Regions from separate parts of the Oryctolagus cuniculus genome. Here region 2 is linked to region 1. The links are chromatin contacts, called in public Hi-C maps. All regions are on one chromosome and are shown on one strand. The core of a region is the stretch at or near the end of the contact, and the rest is flanking DNA. Distances in the headings are between cores, read along the strand shown.

Region 1 (5,556 bases), core at 1,943-4,442:
TACAGAAGCTGTGATTTTGTCACTAACAGATATCTATACAGTTTGATGATTAAGTATGAAGAATAGAGAGCATACTGGGATTTATTGTCCCATTTCAACCAAACAAAATTTTAGGCTGACTCTAAACTATATTTGGGGCAAAACTAGAATTGGTGAGCTCTAAAACTGTGCTTATTCAACTGGAATGTGTAATAAGTCATAAAACTTTTATTTAATGAATATAAATTTCCAAAGTACAGCTTATGGATTACAATGGCTTCCCCCTCCATAACTTCCCTCCCACCTGCAAGCCTCACCTTTCCCGCTCCCTCTCCCCTTCCATTCACATCAAGATTCATTTTCTTTTTTTTTTTTTTACAGAAGATCAATTTCGCATATATAAAGTAAAGATTTCCGCATTTTGCACCCACACTGAAACACAAAGTGTAAAATACTATTTGAGTACTAGTTATAGCATTAATTAAACACCAAAGAGTAATTGTGTATTAATTACAGAGTTCAACCAATAGTTTTAAGTACAACATAAAATGCAACTTTTGTATTGTTGTGGCTTCCCCCACCCCAACCTCCCTCTCTCCCGTGGCCCTCCCCTCTCCCACTCCCTCTCCCATCCCGCCCTTCATCACGTTTCATTTTCAATTACCTTCATATACTGAGGATCAACTTAGTATATACTAAGCAGGGATTTCAACAGGCTGCACTCACACAACCGAACCAGGTATAGGGTATTGTTCGACTAGTAGTGTTGTTTTTAAGTTTCATAGTTAAACACATTAAGGACAGAGATCCTACGTGGGGAGCATGTACTCAGTGACTCCCGTTGTTGATTTAACAATTGGCACTCTTATTTATGATGTCAGCAATCACCCGAGACTCTTGCTATGAGCTGTCTAGGCTATGGAAGCCCCTTGAGTTCACCAACTCTGAACTTGTTTAGTCAAGGCCGTATCACAGTGGAGGTTCCTTCCTCCCTTCAGAGAAAGGCGCCTCTTTCCTTGATGGCCTGTTCCTTCTGCTGGGGTCTTATTCACCAGGATCTTTCATTTAGATTGTTTTTTTTTTGCCACCGTGTCATGGCTTTCCATGCCTGTGAGACTCTCATGGACCTTTTAGTCAGATCTGAATGTCCCAAGTGTTGATTCTGAGGCAGGAGTGCTGTTTTGGGCGTTTGCCATTCTGTGAGTCTGCTGTGTATCCTGCTTCCCCCGCAGGATCATTTTCTCCCTTTTAATTCTATCCTTCATTATTTGCTTACACTGGTCTTATTTGTGAAATCTCTTCGACACTTAAAATGTTTTCTGAGTATTTTGTGAGTTTGGATTTCTGCAGTAAAGACTGTAATACCCTTGAGGACAAAGGGCTATGGCTTGTGAGTCCTTGCAACCCCTGGCATGGTGCTGGAAGTACTGCACAGGTCACTAATTTCCTGTTGATGTGTTTATTGTTAAGATGCAAAGAACAAAGCAATGCTTGGATTTTGCCAATCCGTAATTGGAGAAAGCCCGTGAATTATAATAAAGCTCCCCATGAGTCTTAGTTTACTTGGCCTTCATTGCTGCCATCCCTAGCTAAGAACATTGATTCCATCCCAGTTCCTCTTATACTATGAAAGCCAGGAAGGAGGCATAAGTGGACAACCTGGGTCTTTGACCACGCAGGTTTATTGAAGCTGACTCCTCTTCAGAGAGCGCTGTTTCTCTCAATCTTCTGTTTGAAGGAGTTGAAACAGAGTGACTTTTGTGGCGTTAATCAACACCAGGGGGCAGGAGAGAAAGTGGAGTGAAAGGAAACAAGTACAAAAGGATGTTGTGAATAATGGCTGAGGTATGTGAGAGCTTCCAGCACAGTCCTTGTGCCTGGCAGGAGGGCTATACATGTTGAACTATACTTGTTGCACATTTTAAAATCATTTAAAAATTACTTCTTAGAGAAGTCATCCATGTTCACTGTAGGAATTTTTAAAAATACAGAGAAGCTAAACATCAAAGACATTTTTAGTTACTCATAAGTTCACCACCTCAATAAAAGTACGGATAACATTTTAGTGAAGCATATTTTATTTACTCTGCATGCACATCTCTCTCCCAAAATGAGATCACAAAAAATTCTTACAATTTTACATTTCCCCATAACATTAGCTGGTAACATTCACCTTTTAGCTCAAGATATGATTTTGGGCAGAGGAAAGGACTACCCAGGCTTCCAGTTTGGGCTCCGGCCTAACCAACCCCTGGCAAACAGCTTAGCGTCTCTAGGTTTTAGGTTCCTCCTCTGTGAAATAGGTTGATAACAACGTTACCACCCATGTGACCTATGGCACCTTCCCCCTGCACGGTTTTTCCGGCCAGGGTAATTAGTGGAAGAGATTCTGGTGCAGTGGGGCTCGCTCTGGCATCAGCCAGCTCCACCTGTGAGGTCCTGGGTAGGTCTCGTGCCTCCTCAGTGCCTCAGTCTTCTTTTCTCTAAAGTGGAGTGAGACACACTACCTGGGGTTGTTGTGAGACATCTGTAGACAGAGCAGGGTCTGGCCCACAGTCCAGAACCATTCTGCTGCCCCTGTCTCCCACCGGAGGAAACCGAGACCACGGTGACCAGATCCACGGAGCTAGGAAATGCCACACCCAAAGCCCGGGCCCTGTCAGCTGGTTTTGACTGAGCTAAAAGGCTCGAATCCCTGCCCCTCACTGGTTGTTACATTTAAAAAATGAAGCCCAAACCTGAAGCATCTTTCCCAATTTCTTCTTCCACATTTTAGTAACTCCACTTTAACCGTTCCACTGCTGACTGTTCTTTAAAAGACAGCGTGATCTTTTTTGTACATTTTGACTGCTGGATATTTAAGTAGAGCAGAACTTAGATACAAGTTTTATAAAGACAGTTTATACTTAGAAACTTAATTTCAAGGTTGGGACGAATGGTCAAAAACCGCCCCCAACCAGCACAAAATAAGGAAAGCCCAGAGAAAGGCACTGGTGCTGGGAGGGCCGTGAATGTTCGCGTGACATTTTAGCACTGCTAAAGGACGTCAGAACCCAGTCCAGGGAGTTGGGTTCACCACTGGCTTTGGCTGGCCATGTGAGTGAAAAAGGCCATTTCATTTCTGTCTATAGTTTTTTCTCCCAGGGAGAAAACTGAAGAATAGATCAACTTACAAATTGCCTTTTAATTAAATGCTGTCTTATCGTTTTATAGGATCTGCGTGTTGAGAGGGTGGTTCCTGGCACCCACTATGATGCATTCGTGGATTCACCCTAAGCGAAACACACACACACACACACACACTCAGCCAAACTTCTCCCCGCGGAGGCTAAGGTGCGCTAGCACACCAAGCAACGAACAATGCAAACGTTGAAGACGTCGGGAGCCAGCCACAACTTGCTGTGCTCAGATTCAGCCGTGCACACACCCGCAGACGGATTCCCGAGGCGCTGGCTGGTGAGCTGGGCGCCGCCTCCCGGCTCCTTGCATGACTTGCCTGCACACCCCCTCGCCCAGGGTTCGCGTTACGCCGCTCAGTCCAGCTGGCCTAGGAGTCCCCAAATCCCGGGGCTCCCAGCTGGCGCTGGGCACATTCAGCCCCGCAGCTATCGCGTCCTTGGGGAGAGGGCTCGAGCTGCAGCTGGGCGCTGGTTGGTCACGCCAGCGGGCCCGCGGCCCGGCGATTGGTCCAAGGGATCCGTTCACGTGGTTCCGAGCAGATAAGCTGTCTCTCTGGCGCCTGACCCGCAATCTGCGGGAGCGACCTGCGAGGGGGCACTGCTGGGAGCTGCAGGGCGAAAGTGCGCAGGCAGCGGGGTGCAGGCTTTCGCGGTCAGCCCCGCCTCTCTGCCTCATGAGCTGCACCAGGTATGTTGGCTGCGACTCTGCAACCCCCGAGTCAGGCGAAACGTGCAGATGCATGCAGACTGGAATGGGGTGGGGGCGTTTTCGTTCTGTCGTTTCTGCAGATAGAGACCCCAGAGGAGGGCAAGTTGACAGATTGCTAGATTGAATCCGGCACTCAGGGGGCCTGGGAGGTACGGAAATTTGCAGTGTGTGTCTTAAGCAGAACGTATGTTGGCAATCAGCATCCTTAACCAGAAACTGTTTAAACCTGAGTCAGCTATAGTTCCATCTGCCTCACTGATAAGACTTCTCTTTTGGTCCTGCAAGTCTGTTCCTCGGACGCGGGCAGCCGGGCTTGGGGGAACAGACCTCTCATCTTGTTGGTTAGATAGTTTAGTTTGGTGCAAAACTACTGGACGCTTTCACAATCTTATCACGGTTCGCCATAGCAAACTCGGTCTCAGAGTTGGAGCAAACTATTATTTTTAACTCTTGGCCAGGACTGAAAATTCCAAGGAAATAGCCCAGTACTAAAACTGTCTTTCCATAAATGCAAAAGACAACAAACAAACCCAGGCTCCCATAAACTACTTTTAATAGCTTGCCCAGACATAACTTAGCAGAAGCCTTCTCTAAAAATCTAGCCTGTTCATTATTATTAGACCCAGAGTGATAGCTTTAGCTTTCATTTGTTTAAGTCTGCAGGTCACCCAGAAAAATCCCAGCGCTGATAAAGTGAGTTCTGCGAGTGCTCCTTATTATTCATTTTGTGAGAATGAGCGCTTGCTTGGTGCTTGGAGTTGCTCTAATGAGCAATGAAGGCAGACTTGGAAATATTGTGCACAGGATACACATAGCTCTGAATCCATAAGGCTGAAATACGGGGGAACTCTCAATCCCATGCCCTTGGCCAAATGTAATGTGAACCAAAGACCAGAAAAGCCTTCTTGAAGGATTCTTCTTGGTTTATTGCTGAGCATAGTTATGTTAAAAATTTTTCATAGCTTTAATGTCTTTCCGCTTATAAATGTCCATCACCAAAACATTAGAAAATATCCAAAAAAGTACAAAGACAAAAATAATTGTGAAATCCTATCACCTAGAGATAATTACTAACTTTTTAGTTTGTTTTCTATAAAGTTTTAAAATATTTATAAGTTCAAATACAATATATAGTTTTTAAAAAGCCCAATTTTCAGGTCATTAGTTTTCCCACTTAAATGCGGACTTGCCGTGGGCATGTTTCCATAGGAAATACAGGTTATGCAAATTTTTTCTTTAAGTGCCTGAACTGCTGACTTGTTTCAGTCAGTTACTTCTGAAACATGAGGAATAACATGACAAAGTGCAAAGGTAACTTTCTGCCTTCCATTCTCCCTAGCCTTGTCACTCTCAAAACCACTGCATACAAATTTTATTAATGAATCTTTTTTCTTTCCAAGTGGCTTACCTTTCCAAAGCAGCATAAATCATTGAGCAGCAAAATAAGCAAAGGCAGCGGAGGGACTGGATCTGAGGCTTCCAAACCTCTCTCATTGTTAGACCCACCTGGAAGGCTTTCTGAGCATCCCTGCTTCCTTTGCTCCATCCACAGGGGTTCTAAGTATTCAAATTAAGAAGAAAGAAAACCAACCGATTCTCAAGGTCACAGTGACTAGCCAGGGTTGAGAACCATCTCAGAGCCCTGGTTCTTAAAGTTGTGTAGAGATCATTACGTTTCCAACACTTCTG
Region 2 (5,556 bases), core at 1,464-3,963, 43 kb after region 1:
TGCAGAGGGTGGGAGATGGCAGGATACAATCACACGGTGAGCCGGGAAGCAGAGACGGGCTCCTCTGTCACATCCATACATCTCACAGAGCCGCCAGGAATCCATCAGAAGGCTGCACCTCAGACCCAGTCCAATGTAACCACTTTCCATGGCTGCAGCTTCATCACTGGATTCAGTTGCATCCTTAATCCACTAATGTAAGACTCTGGGGGATCAAGACTTTCACGCATGCGCCTTTGGTTATTTTCCAAACCATCACAGGCTCCGACTCTGACACTCACTTGGTGCCAGACTCGGAGCAATCTTTGATGTCTCCTGGCTGCTGTCTTCTCATGGATGAGATGAAGGTAACAGTACCCATCCCTTATGACTTGGAGGGGAGTGAAAGGTAAAGTATGTAAAGTGGTCAGGGCAGTGCCAGACTCAAAAGCCGTCACCCGATACCGAGTGCACCCCGTCTCTGCTCAGATCTGTGAGGGCAGGAACGCGACCATCTCGCTCCCAGCCCAGTGGCCAGTGGTGGAGAAAACAAGTGACTCTTCTTTTTCTGGTTCTCAGGAGAGCTGCACTATGAAGGCCCCATAGCAATTTAAAGATAGACAAACCCGGAATAGGAACGGACAGCGTTAAGTGGGGCAGCTTTGCGATGGGCCGTGATGGAGCAAGCAGAAATCTCAGCTGGGTCACAGAAAGGCCGGCTCACAGGACGTGGTTCACAAGCGGCAAATTGCACGAGGGATTCGCACCAAAGGCAAATACCTTTGTAATCACCATGTCATCTATGATTTGCTAAAAGTGTTTTTAAACAAAAAAGCAGCTCTACTGGTTCACTCTCCGAATGCCTACAACAACTGGTTGGGGGCGGGGGGGGTGGGACAGGCAAAGCTTGGAGTGAGAAACTCAGTCCAGGTGTCGAATATGGGTGGCAGGACCCCGATTGCTTGAGCCATCATCCTGGCCTCCCAAGGTTGGCTTTAGCAGGGAGCTGCCCGGGGAGCCGAGCTGGCTGCCTCACATAGGCACCCAGCCCATCTTAACACTGATGTGGGACGGGGGCATAGTAGCTGCCAGGCCAGACAGTGTTGTTAAATATGAACACTGATCATATGGATGTCATTCTGGGACTCAGTTTCCCTTGTGAATTTGAGAACTGAGTTAGATTCCTGGGGCCTCACAGGCTCTGATGTTTAGTTTACTTCCTAAATACAGGGAGAAGGGATCAGTATTTTAAGCAGGTGTGGGCTATGATCTGATTTATGATTTTTAAACCCAGACTTTCCTTCATTGTTCCCCTGCCCCCCAAGACTGCTGCCCAGTTCTGCCCTTTGTGCTTGTTCTCAGGTCGGCTTCTCTTTCTACACCTCTCCTCCTCTACCTGAATCGCTGCAGCCCACAGCAAGCGCCTCTCCCTCTGCCGGGGACCTCATTCACATTCTGCCCCGTGACGTGACATCACTTGCTATTATTATCTCCGCATGTGTTGGTTGCTGAATTGATTCAGCAGGCACGTCCTGAGCAGCTGCTGCGTGTCAGACACTGTGTTACAGACTAGGCTGGGGTGACTGGGGCGGTGAACCCAGGTAGCCTGGATCTGCCGGTGGGGTGGGGACAGCCACGTCAGCAAGTCTCAGCATGATCGTGGCAGGGTTCTGTGGGACCTGAGATGAGGGGTCTTGCAACTAATGGGGGCGAGAGGATGGGGTGGGGTGGCTTGGGTTAGGGGATACTTCTGGATGGAAAGAGCTTGGAATTGAGTCTCCAAGAATTGGAAGCGAAGGGATGGGGTGCTGAGGAGTCAGGGGGTGCAAAGGCATAGGTGATAAAGAGAATGGTGAGAAATTCAAGCAGGTCACTCCTCTTATTGCAGAGTATAGTGGAAGGATGAGAAGAGTGGAAGATCATTCCAGAAACCGCACCACTTAACACCAGGATGCTTGTCTTCCACTGGAAGGAGTTCTGGATCTGAACAGGGAAAAAGCCCCATGGTGGGACGTGGGAGGCCGGAGATGGTGTTCAGTGACTTCTTCATGGAAGAACCACACTGAGGAGGCCGCAGAGAGCAAAAGCAATGGGGTTGTCTGTCTTCAAGGAGGCTGTGGGAGACAAGCTGGTGGCCAGGGGAACGATGCAGTTTGAAACGGACTAGGTGTTGTGGAAGCCCCTGGAAAGAGACCTGGCCCTGCCTCAGGGCCCAGGAAGGCTTCCTGGAGGTGGTGGTGTTCTCTGGTCCACTGTCCTGCCAGCTGAGCTTCATGGAGATGAAGGTGGCAGGGTTGAGAGGACTACGGTGCAGAAAGAGATCCCCGGTAGGCCACCTTCCCCGGAGCAGGTCCTGACAATCCAAGCCACGGACCCAGGCTGGAGCAAGCGGGTGGGGAACAGGCCAGGGAAAGCAGAGAAACCCTGGCTGGGTTGAGACCTCCCCAGCTGTCTCCTAGAATATAGTCCTGTTTTGCAAATACAGCCAATGAGGCCAAATATGTGGGGTTTGGCTCTGACTGCCAACCCAGCTCAGTAAGCAAACAGTAAGGGATTTTTCACCCCCCCCCCCTTTTCTCTCTAAACTAAATCTTCTCTGGATACATAATTTATAGAACTCCAGAGATCTGCAGTTTGGCTTTCTTCCCCAGAAAGGCAAACATCTCAGATCCTCCAGCCGCCCTGCCCCATCCTGCTGGCAGCGTGCCAAGGCTTCTCAGCCAGGCTGGGGACAGTTCTGCTGCTGTTCTAGGGAAAGGCAGCTGTGGGGGCTGCGTCACGGCCACCAGGGCCCACGTGGGCTGCAGCTCCCGGAGTGACTGCAGTAGTGGCAGGGTCGGAAGTAGGTGCTTGGTTGTGGGGGAGGGGACAGGAAATGGTGAGGACAGCTGTGCTTCTAGGATCTATCCTGGGACCATCAGACCCTGGAATAGATGGGTAATGTTTACACCCCACCCCCTCACCTCATCTGAGTCTTCCAGCAACTGTACAAGGAGGGTAGAACACATATGGTTACTATGCCCATGTAACAGATGTGTTACAAGAATGGAACCTGCACCTTGAGATTAGTTGGAATCCCCCCTCTGCTGCGGAGTGACCTTGGGTAAGTTGCAAAACCTCTTGCAGGTTGTTCTCTAGGGGCCATAACGGTGCTGTTTTCCCCAAGAGATCATGTTGAGAGTTGTACAGCTCTGGGCCAGCAGGCCGCACCTGCCTGGCCCCCAGCAGGTGCTCCTTGATTCTGTTACAATGGCTGGAGACCCAAGTGTTTCTGCTCCCAGCACAGCCGTCCATGTCGCCTCAGTCACATCACCTCTGTGCCCACCAGGCTGGCCTGCTTTAGGAAGCTACCTGTGTGGTCCCATCTCTGAGATTTGGGCTGACAGCTGAGTGTCTGTAAGTCCAGTAGGGTAGTCCTTAGGTCCAAATTCCTTCCCCTCTCTGTGGGAGCAAATGACTCTAGAAACTGCACAGTGGGTGAAACTTAAGCTTCAGAACATGAGCCCCAGTTCTCAGCCTGCCTGTTTCCACTTATAGTCAAGGGCAAGCGTCCAAGTCCCCATCCATTTATCATTGTCATTGCCACTCAGAAAGGTCAGTGTGCATTCCTCTCTTTGCCTCCAGACACTTGGCTCCCAGCAGTGATTAGAGGTTCTGAGCCTTGCATGCAGTAGGCGCTCATGCATGTCTGTGGAGCAGTTGGGTCATGCCCCTACCAGGGTCTGAGGGGATCCGGGTTATCTCAGCATATGTGACAACAGTTCCTCAGGTGAGCTGGCTAAGGGCTCCCATGTTAGAAACCCAGGTTGCCTCCCCAATGAGAATTCTATTCTTTTTTTTTTATTTAATTAATTTATTTGAAAGGCAGAGTTACACAGAGAGAGAAGGAGAGGCAGAGAGAGAGGTCTTCTATCCACTGGTTCACTCCCCAATTGGCCACAACAGCTGGAACTGCACTGATCTGAAGCCAGGAGCCAGGTGCTTCTTCTGAGTCTCCCGTGCAGGTGCAGGGGCCCAAGGACTTGGGCCATCTTCTACTGCCTTCCCAGGCCATAGCAGAGAGCTGGATGGGAAGTGGAGCAGCTGGGACTCAAACTGGTGCCCATATGGGATGCCAGCACTGCAGGCGGCAGCTTTATCTACTACGTCACAGCGCTGGCCCCGAGTTCTTCTATTATTGTATTCTTTTAACTATTCCTTCTACCATCTTCTCCTAGATGCCCCAAGGGATGGCTCCTTTTCCTCATTCACTTCTTGGCTAATTGTTGCTTCCTTAAGGGTCGTCTGATCATCCCATCAGAAGTGGCTTCTCCTGTCCCATTTAAGGCACTACCCATCTCATCATCATCATTGTTTCCATGGTCCTGTCAACTGACTGGAGTTGTTTCTTTGTTGTCTCTGTCTCCACGATTACAATTTAAGCTTCACCAAAGCAGGACTTGACTTTCCAGCTCACTGAGGTGTCCAAGTGCCGAGCATCTATACAGCAGGAGCTCAGTAGTTACTTGTTTAAACACAAAGGAAGACCATGCGGTCCAATGTGTTTAATTTGTAGAAGAGGAAACTAATTTCTAAGGGTTGAGGTGCGTAATGTCAATTTGCTTGGAGCAGAGCCCACTTCCATGAGCTCTTTTTCCACTGGCTTCTTCCTCAATTCCGATGGGTCTCTGGAACCAACATATGGTAATGATCTGCTTTCCTATTTTGAAGGAGGACTATTTTGTGTCTCTGAAGAATTACAGGACTAAAAATATCGGATGTACACCCTAATAAGTGAAAGGACAGTTTGCTCATTTGTGCTAGAAATGGAAAACACACAGATGTACTTATAAGCACCCTGGAAAGAAATTAGGTTGGTAAGGAATGGTCATACACGATGATGTCACCCTGGTGGATGTCAGCTAGCTAGGGAAACACCATTACTGGGCCACTGCTATTCACACTGGGGGAGACATTTTCCCCTCCAGAGTCTGAAGGAAGAATAAGGGGTCTCATGAGGACTGGTGTGGAGCAGTGGCTGGCTGGCTGGCTTCCTTGGAGCGTAATCTGAGGACTTAACTACAGAGAAGTGCGTGGCAGGTCCAGCATGGTCCCCGCTCAGTAAGGGGCAGTGCTGTTATCAAGCCTGAAGACAGATTATTCTGGCCGAGGAGTCATCTGCTTCTGTGTTGCACTGACGCCCACTGGTTTTCTCATATTTGTCCCATGAGAGATGACAGGAGATGACTCATGCCAAGTAGCAAGATACGTGTGCTAGCTCTAGTAAAATGTTATGTAGGGCAGTAAGGAGCTAATAATAATTATTAGTATAGCAGCCACTCTTTCACTTGTTTTACACTTTCTATATCCCAGGCAAGGTGCTGTGAGCTTAAGTGTGTTACCTCGTTCCATTGTGTGAGGTTGGAACTATTTTTATCCTGCTTAACAGATAAGAAACAACCATTCAATCCTATGAGGAAGGAACTATTTTTACTCCTATTTTACAGATGGAAAAAAATGGAATTTAGAGAGGTCAAGTGGTTTGTTCAAGGATCTTAGCTGCTAGGGAGTACAGCCTGCATTCCAGCTGAGGCACAC

What was found. Hi-C and Micro-C count contacts between places; a contact is called where the count stands out from the background.
Region 2: a Hi-C map of an unstated tissue shows a contact between it and region 1, with 1.9 times the contacts expected there. The contact joins the enhancer-like site here to the promoter of PPP1R3C in region 1. A contact is called at or near these places in 2 of 6 Hi-C or Micro-C datasets (psoas muscle and an unstated tissue).

The regions. Positions count from the first base shown.
Region 1 is chr15:38,804,956-38,810,511 of mOryCun1.1, forward strand. PPP1R3C (protein phosphatase 1 regulatory subunit 3C) reads left to right here and starts at 3,193. Exons shown (of 2, transcript XM_002718505.5): 1 at 3,193-3,846. The coding sequence starts at 3,467.
Region 2 is chr15:38,848,653-38,854,208 of mOryCun1.1, forward strand. All of the region lies in intron 1 of LOC103351369 (a long non-coding RNA gene), which reads left to right. Among named protein-coding and RNA genes, the nearest start is that of PPP1R3C, 43 kb to the left of the region's middle. Within about 2 kb of position 2,714, at least 4 of the 8 cell types and tissues checked have an H3K27ac peak or open chromatin away from gene starts, as enhancers often do.